Linked DNA regions of Ovis aries: region 2 is linked to region 1. The links are chromatin contacts, called in public Hi-C maps. All regions are on one chromosome and are shown on one strand. Each heading gives the region's core, a stretch centred on a gene start, on an enhancer-like site or on the middle of the called end of the contact. The rest is flanking DNA. Distances are from core to core; before and after follow the strand shown.

Region 1 (4,301 bases), core at 534-3,033:
GGGAGGGAGCAGCCATAGAAGGAAGCCAAGAGCAAGATCAGCAAAAGAGAAAAACTGGTCTGTGAACACATTAGACCAAGTCCAGACAGAAGGGACCCAGCCCCCAGAAGGGCTCCTCGGGGGAGTGGGACCGTGCGATAGGGAGGCCTCCCTCAGTACAGTTTGCATCCACAGCTGTTAGTTTAACCACAGCGACCACTCAGGGAGGATTTAATGTGCTGCAGGCTCGGCTCCAAGCGCTTGCAGAGGGTTAGCTCCAGCACACAGACAGCCCGAAAATACATCCTGCGGCCCTGAATCCCACAGCGACGGTGTCTGGCGGCACACGGCACGCCCCACCCTGTCCCCCACCCTGTCGCCCACTTCGGTCACCACACGGGCCCTGGGGGAGGCTTTGGGCAAGTCCCCAGCACCCCAGCTGTCACAGGGCAGAGGCACAACCCCGATCCCAGGCACTTCCAGGAGAGTGAGCCCAGAGGAAGCCTAAATCCCCCCAGATAAGTCACAACCCGGGGCCCCACACCACCTCGAAACACCCTCTTCTCAGGATCTGCTGGTCTCCAAGCTATCGTGTGAAGGCCGAAACAGCAGCATCACCTTCCAGCTTCCAGAACAGATCTGGCCTCTGGTCAGATGGTGGTGGGCTGTTCTGCAGAAGGGGTGTCAGTTTCAGAAACTTCCACGGGCCTGGGACCCCAGCTTGATCCCTCCCAACCCCACTACAGGGAAGGGCTTGTCTGAGTCCCACAGGTCAGGCCCTGCCTCCCGGTCATCCTGGGCCCCCAGGGCTTGATGAGCTGTGATCACACCTAGACCCAAGTGCAAAGTTGCCAGATCCTAGAAGTTTCCCTCATAGTGAGGTGGTTGGGTCCTTCACTGCAATCTTGGGTTATTAGTCTTCATTACACCTCTCTTTTTCAAGGTGTGTTTTTTTTTTTTTTTTTAGTGTGAACCATTTATAAAGTCTTTACTGAATTTTACAATACTTTTTAAAATAAATACTTTGGCATACATCAACATGAATCAGCCACAGATATACATTTGAATGTCTCTTCTTAAACCTCCCTTCCACTTGCCACCCCATCCCACCCCTTAGGCTGTCAGAGCGTCATACAGCAGATTCCCACTGCCTATCTAATGCTACGTACAGCATCAGATATGTCTCCATGCTACTCTCAATTCAACCCACCATCTCCTTCCCGCACCGGGTCCCCAGGTCTGTTGCTATATCTGTGTCTCCGCTGCTGCCCGGCAAAAACAGGTTCATCTGTTTTATGTTTTGTTCCCATGTGGGTCCTTGCCGCCTGATGAGGGATGGAACCTACCACACCTCCTGCATTGGAAGGCAAAGCCTTAACTCAACCACTGGACACCAGGAAAAGGCCCTACATTACGCCTCAAGGTGGAAGCCGTAGCTCTCCACGGTGGGTCTGCCCAGCTCTATGGGACCCACGGTGGGCTCAGCTCCCTCCCGACTAGGTCTGGGGACAGAAGAGAGACCTGCTCAAACAGGAGGCAGTGCTTTTATTCTCAGAGGGGAACTCAGCAAGGGTTAAATGAATTTTTAGCAACACAACTTATGAAAACGGCCCCAATACGATTTGATGAGGTCAGCGAGTAGAGAGGCCTAATGACACTTGTAAGAAAAAACATCTGTCGGTGTCGAAAGGTCGGCAGGAAGTGAGTGGGACTGATGCGGCTCTGATTGGCCAGAACTACACTCCTAGAAAGAGAGACACATGGCTTAACTTAGCCCAGAGGAACAAAAAGCCCCTTTCAATTGTCCTTGGACCAACCCCGCCCCCCGCTACACAAGAGGCCAGCCCCTGAGCTGAGAAATCCGTCCAGGACCCTGACTGGCAATTAGGTCTTTGTTCACCCGCTGGCTGATCAGCCAGAGAGGCCAAAATATTCCTGAAGGAGCAGTCATCTTTAAAGGGAATGAGGTTCTTAACAAAATCCCCAGTTTTACTTTTTGGTTGGAAAACAACAGGGGTCAGTCGAATAGCAAATATTTCAATAATCTATCACTGCGAAAACCAAAACAAAGGAGTTTTGGAAAAACAGGAAATCTTGGTACATAACATGGCTTAAACTGGGGCCAAAATCATCTGCTGACAAAACCCAGCCTCCAAAGCCTCTTGGCCTGATCCGTCCAGTTTGAGTGCACCCCGTAAGCCTCCTAGGGACCCTGCCCTGTTCCCTCGGGTGACAGGCTGGCCTGGCCTTTGTCCCTCTGACTCAGGACACAGGGCTGGGGGGCCTGCTTCCTTTCCACAAGCTCAGAGGAGGGTCTTGGGAGGAGCCCTGCCACTGCAGGAACCAGGCCTGGGGCTTTTCATGAACCGGGGCCCTTTCAAGCATCTCACTGGAGTCACATAAAACGAGGAGGCCTTCTGGAATTAGTGTTCTGTTTATCCTTTGTAGACAGTTAGCAGAGCTGGGTTACACAGAAGCCCGGACTCTCAAGCAGACAGCCTGCAGGTTTTACCTGAACTCAACCCCCTGTGCAGCCTGCAGAGACTGTACCCAGCTCCATCCACGTCTGGAAGTCTGAGCCTCCTCCCTCCTACCAGGCAGGAGAGGACTCAGGAATTTACTTTCCAATCTTCCCAAAGACATCCACTTTCAAGAGGATAGGCACAAAAAAGGTTTCAAAGAAAGGGACTGAAAGTTCTTCAGTTGACAGGTAAAGCTAACCCTGCCACTGCCAACTCCACTCCATCCCCACAAATTTCTGCCTTTTCTTTACTAGTCACCAAGCACCAGGAGGACGGTGGCAACACGGCTCGGGGTGACCACGTATCATCACCGAACATTTGTTAAAACGTGAAACCAGACAATGTGTGCTGAAAGATCACAGAACCGAGCCAGCCAGATTCTGAGACACCTCCCCACCACCAAGCTCCACTTCCCAGGGCACGCTGATTCTCTAGACCTGCAAAATGTCTCTTTACCAACAGGAAAGGCAGAAGCGGTTTCTGTGTTCTAATTATAAAAAAACGGTCTGCTATGTTGCATTACGTAACTTTTCTACACAGTTGGTAACCTAAAGAAGAATTTTTCTAAAGTCCAGACTTAAGTAGAAAATGCTAGCTGTTTCAGAATTCCGGTGGGTTTTGTTGGTTTATGGAGACGAAAATCACCTGCAGCTCTGTGAAGAGTTAATAGCCATGCAATCTCATGTAAAAAATGAGAACTTAAAATTCAGTCCCTAAGCTTGTTCCTTGGAAGGAAAACTATGACAAACCTAGACAGCGCATGAAAAAGCAGAGACATCACTCTGCTGACAATGGTCCATATAAAGAAAGTTATAGTTTTTCCAGAAGGCATGTATGTATGTAAGAGCTGGACCATAAAGAAAGCTGAGCTCCAAAGAACTGATACTTTCAAACTGTGGTGCTGGAGGACTCTTGAGAGTCCTTTGGACAGCAAGATCAAACCAGTCAATCCTAAAAGGAAATCAGCCCAGAATATCCATTGGAAGGACTGATGCTAACACTCCAATACTTTGGTTACCTGATGTGAAGAGCCAACTCATTGGAAAAGACCTTGATGCTGGGAAAGATTGAAGGCAAAAGGAGAAAGGGAAGGCAGAGGATGAGGTGGCATCACTGACTCAATGGAGCCGAGTTGGAGCAAGCTCCGGGAGACAGTGAAGGGCAGGGGAGCCGGGTGTGCTGCAGTCCGTGGGGTCCCGAGAGTTGGACGTGACTTAGCAACTGAACAACAATAACAACTCTAATATGTAGCGGAAAATGGGGAAAAACAGAATATGTAACCTCGAACAATAATGTGATACAGATAAAATTTCGTGTGGGGCCAAGACTTGCCTGATTCACAGATTCCTGGATCCTAAGAAGGGCTACAGCTTGAGGTCAGTATGCTGTTCCAGCCAACCATCCCCCAGGGCACTGAGGCTGGAGGGAACCTTGCAAGGGAGGGGCCCTCTTCTCAGGATGTCCTGCCTACCGACTCGAGACATGCTTCCAGGGCTTAGAGAATCTACCAGGCTCTGGGATCATCGGGAAAGGATGAGCCCGTCTGGGGTCTGACTGAGCTGCTCTCTGGGGGGAGACACTTAGGATGAGATGGGGTTCAGGTCCTAAGCAGCTCACCCAGCACCCTACTGAACACAGTCCCCGTCCCGGACGGAAACCCTCAGGACCTTCCTCCCCCGGGGCCACAGGCACGGAGGTCTCTCCCCCAGAACCAGACAGTTGCCGGAGGGCGGCCGCTGCGAACCACGTCTCCAAGCCACTCTCTAGAGGAGTGAACAGTATGGAGAATTTGAACATATG
Region 2 (4,301 bases), core at 1,208-3,707, 100 kb after region 1:
TTGAAATCAAGTGATTATAAAAACAAGATCCTTAAAAGTCCTATTACTTCAAAATGTAGGGGGAAAATTTAAAAAAAAAAGAAAATAAAAAGAGTGGAATTCTCCTAAGCACATGAAAACTGAAGTTCTACTTTGAGAATCATAGAGGCAGAACAACAGCTAAGGACTGAACACGAGGTAAATTTTAAACTTGCCTTTGAACCCAAGCACCTAGCAGAGAAGAGTGTCTTCTTTGAAGAAGTAGGAAAGTTTGATTTATTTCACCAAAGTCGGGAGGCAGAATCACTTAGTAAACTAACCAAAATAAACGTCCCCTCCAAATTATCCATGTCAGATAAAAATATACCAGTCTCTACAATATCCAACAGAATTGCAAATAAGGCACTTAGCATTTTAAATTCTCAATGCATATTTATAGGATAGCATTCTCTGGTCTACCCTTCGAGCCACTCACGTCTGACTCTCTAAGAACTTAACCCGATCTCCAGTCTTGAAATTACAAAAAAAAAAGGGGGGGGGGAAATCCAGAAAGATCTGTTTACCCCGGAGAGAGCAAGTGAGCCCGGCGTGACGACGCAGGCCACCGCCACCAGCCTCCACCGCCAAGGACGCAGATCAAGCGGGGATTTCTACGAAAAATTCCTTTCACTTGTTAAATACTAAGCACGGGGACCCTTGGAGCCAACAGCTGCTTGGGCCGCCTCCGGAAAAAGTATTCCGGGGGCTGGGAGCACTACATACACTCGCGCGCGCACTCACACTCGGTGTCCGAGACCATCGGCGGCGGCGGAAAGCGAAGCCACCGGAGGGAGCGTGTGCGCGTGTGTGTCTCGACGCGGCTGGCGGTGACCGCGCCGAGCTCCCGGGCCCGCGGCCTCCCAGCACCCGGGCGCTGCGAGGGCAGCGGGCGACCGGCCACGCCGCGGGCCTCTCCGGCTGGTGAAGGGCCCCCGCGCGCCCCGGATCTCGCGCGCCCGGGTCCAGCTTGCCCCGGGGCGCTGGGAAGAGCGCCAGGCAGAGAAAGAAAGGCGCTTCCCCTCGGCCGCGCGGGTCGGTCCGGCGCCGCGGAGGACAAGGAGGAAGAGGCGATCGCGGCCGCCCGGCTGTCGCTGCGCCGCGCCGAGTCCCCGCCGCCCGGGGCGCGCCCTCGCCAGCCCCTCCTGCGAAACTTTTTCTTTTGGGTTCGCCCCACCCGAAAAGTGCGGCCAGGGCGGGGGAGGCGGGCGGGGGAGGCGGGCGGGCGGGCAGGGTTCGCGGCGGCCGCGGGCGAGGAGGAAGTGGTGCCGGCGGGAGCGCGGCCGGGCAGAGGAAATGCCCGGCCAGCTCGGCCCCCGCCCGCGCCCGTCGCCCGGCTCGCCCCGGGCCCCCGCCCCGCTGCGACTTTGGCGGGCCGAGCCCGGCGCGGCAGTGGCGGCGGCGGCGGCGGCAGATGTGGCCCGGCTGCCCGGAGGAGCCAACAATGCGGGGCCGGCAAAACAAAAGGGTTCCACTTCGCCTGCGTTCCCGTCTCTCACTTGCGCTCCCGGGGCGCCGCGCGGGATCCCCTGCCAGCAGGGGCCGCTCCCCTGGGGGCCCGGAGGCGCGCGCGCCCCGTTTTCCCAGCGGACCCCCCGCTACCCTCCCCCGCCCCCGCCCCGCAGGCCCCAGGCCCCGTGCGCTCGAACTCCCGGTCCCGGGGGATCCGGCCGTATTGTCCCCGCGGCGCGCCGCGCGCTCGGCCTGGGTCGCTGGCGGCCCCCGCGCGCGCGCGCACCCACCGGCCTCGGGGAACGGGAGCCGGGGGCGCCTAGGAAACCGTCGCCGAGACGCCGCCGCCGCCGCTGCCCTCCGGACGCCGCCGCGCTCGGGGTTTCTTTTTTTTTTTTTTTTGCCAATCCTGATGGGAAGGAAGGTGACCGCCTACTTCGCATTCATCAACTCTCATCACAACAACAAAAATCCTGGCGCAAACAGCGGCCAGCGGGCGCGATCGGCGGCGGCCGGTGGAGGGGGGGGGGGGGGTACGGCAGGCAGGGACCCCCAGGCCTGGGCCCACCCCTCGATCGCCGAGCGGGGACACCGGGCCGGGGGTGGGGGGGCGCAGACCAAAGATGTCCTCGGATGCCGGCTCGGTGTCCTTCGCCCTCCTTCTCCTCCCCCAGTGGCGCAGTGAGGCGCGGGCGCGGCGCCCCCCAGCCCGCGGCCGCAGGTGAGACGGGGGCGGCGGCGGCCCCATCCCTCCCCCGGGGCCCCCCCTTACCTCGTCCCGGGCCGCCGGCGTCCACGGCGAAGGGCGCCCACCCGGGAGGCGGCGGCGGCAGCGGCGGCGGCTCCCGCCCCTTCCACCCCACCCGGCGGCGGCGGCGGCGGCGGCTGTGCGGGCCCCCCGGGTCAGCGCGGCATGGCTCCCGGCTCCGTCCCTCGCTCCTCGGGCCGCCGCCGGCTCCTCTGGGCCGCTCCCGGGCCACCTTAAAATGACACACGCACACAGGGACACACACACAAAAACTTAATCTCTCCAGCTCCCCGCCCCTCCCCCTCCCGGCCTCCCCCTCCCGGCCTCCCCTCCCCTCCCCTCCGCTCCCCACCCCAGCCCTCCCCTCCCCTTCCTCCTCCTCCCCTCGCCGCCGAGCCTCTTCCTACTTCCCCACCCACCCCACCCCCTTCCTCCGCCCACCCGGCTCCCGATCCTCCCCAGCCCGGTCCCGGCCCCGCGCCCGCCCGCCGGGAGGGGGCCGTGCTGGGGGTCCCCGGCCCGCAACCGCCCCACGCCGCGCTCACCCCCGAGAAGATGCTGCTTCCAACTTGGATCGGGTTGGGTGGGGGGGCGGGGGAAGGGAGCGTCCGGGAAGCCGAGCGCCTCCCGGCTATTTGCTCTTCTTTATTTGTTTTCTCCTCCGGGGAAGGAGGAGGAAAACGGAGAGAAAAGGAAAGGGAAAGAAGCGGCGCGGCCGCGTCTCGCGGTGGCCGCCGGCTGCGCAGGAGCGAGGCGGGAGGCGAGGTGAGGGTCGCCGCTCGCTCACTCCTCGCTCCCTTTTTTTTTTTTTTTTTTTTTTTGGGCAAAGGCGGGGTCTCTCTTTGCAAACCAATGACACAACCCCACATGGGCCGGCCTCGCCCCCTACAGATACTCCTCACTACAAATCGGCTCTCTCGGGGGATTAGTGGCTCCGCGAAAGTGCACACGGGCACGGCAGGCGGGCGAGGGGGCCGGGCGCGGCGGGCACTCCCCGGCCTGGCCCCGCCCGGGAGGCCCTGGAGACGCGCTGGGGCCTCGGGGCAGGGGCCGGGCGGGGTTCGGGGAGGGGGGGTCCGGCCCTCCAGCCGCCCTCCTTCCTCCTCCGCCCCTTCCACGTGGGGCCCCGGGCGGCCGGCCACGTGGGGGGACTCGAGTGCGCGCGGGCCTTGGCGCGGCGCCCCAGGGTGGCCCTGGCTCCCAGGCCCGCGACGCCGACCTGCCCCCTTCCCGGCCCCGCGGCTCCAACTTCCTCCCGGGCCCCTCCGCCGGCCGCTTCTGCCTTCTCAGGCCCGCGGGGTCAGGCGCGGGCCGGCCACAGGGGGCACTTGCGCTCCCCAAATCTGGATCCTGGAGACGCTTGCCCGCGCCTGGCCCGAGGGGCGGCGGATGGCTGTGGGTGCGCGCGGAGGGAGCCCGATGTGCTGGAACTCGCAGCGGTTGTGTTCCCTACGAGAAGCAAAACATTTTTTACACATTAAAAAAAAAAAAAAATGTTCCTTCCTGTTGCCTGGATCTCGCCGGGGCTATTTTTAAAGCCTTGCCTTTAGGTGGGAGCTCCGGGCCCCGCGGGACGGAGGCGCTGTGCTGCTGGGTCCCCCCCCCTCACCCCGCCTCAGAGTCGGGGACCTGGGCTCGCGCGCCGTCCCGAGGCCGCGAGGTTGGTGTCTGGACACCAAACCTGGGATCCAGGCCGAGAGCCGGCTGCATCTACATCCCACGCCCGTGGCCCGCGGCGTTGGAGCGCGGTTTGCTGGAGGGACTCCGCGATGCGGGCTGGGAGGGCTCTTTTCCCTGCGACTCAGAAGCCCACCGACTCTCATCTCTCGCCCCCAAGATCGGCCGCGCGTCCTCCGAGGGCCCCCGGTGTGGGCTGAACGGAGCCCTTCGTCTCCATCTGTTTAAAAACCATATTGAGATGTTACGAAGTGGATTGAGATGTTGAGCTGGAAAGGCGTGGAGAGGGGTGTGAGGCCCGGCCTCTGCAGGCCGCCGGGGCAGCGGTTCCCGGAGCCGAGTCGCCGGGTTTGGCTTCCCGCGTACCCGGGAGCGCACCACGCCCTAAGAATCGGAGGCAACTTCAGCC

What was found. Hi-C and Micro-C count contacts between places; a contact is called where the count stands out from the background.
Region 2: a contact with region 1 is called in a Hi-C map of hypothalamus, with 2.6 times the contacts expected there. The contact joins the promoter of CTBP2 here to the enhancer-like site in region 1. A contact is called at or near these places in 8 of 16 Hi-C or Micro-C datasets (blood, hypothalamus, muscle and 3 more).

What each region holds. Positions count from the first base shown.
Region 1 is chr22:44,099,943-44,104,243 of ARS-UI_Ramb_v3.0, forward strand. All of the region lies in intron 1 of CTBP2 (C-terminal binding protein 2), which reads right to left. Among named protein-coding and RNA genes, the nearest start is that of CTBP2, 100 kb to the right of the region's middle. Within about 2 kb of position 1,784, at least 20 of the 54 cell types and tissues checked have an H3K27ac peak or open chromatin away from gene starts, as enhancers often do. A contact at or near this core is called in hypothalamus, where this site is marked.
Region 2 is chr22:44,202,299-44,206,599 of ARS-UI_Ramb_v3.0, forward strand. It overlaps CTBP2 (C-terminal binding protein 2), which reads right to left and starts at 2,458. Exons shown (of 10, transcript XM_060404577.1): 1 at 2,240-2,458.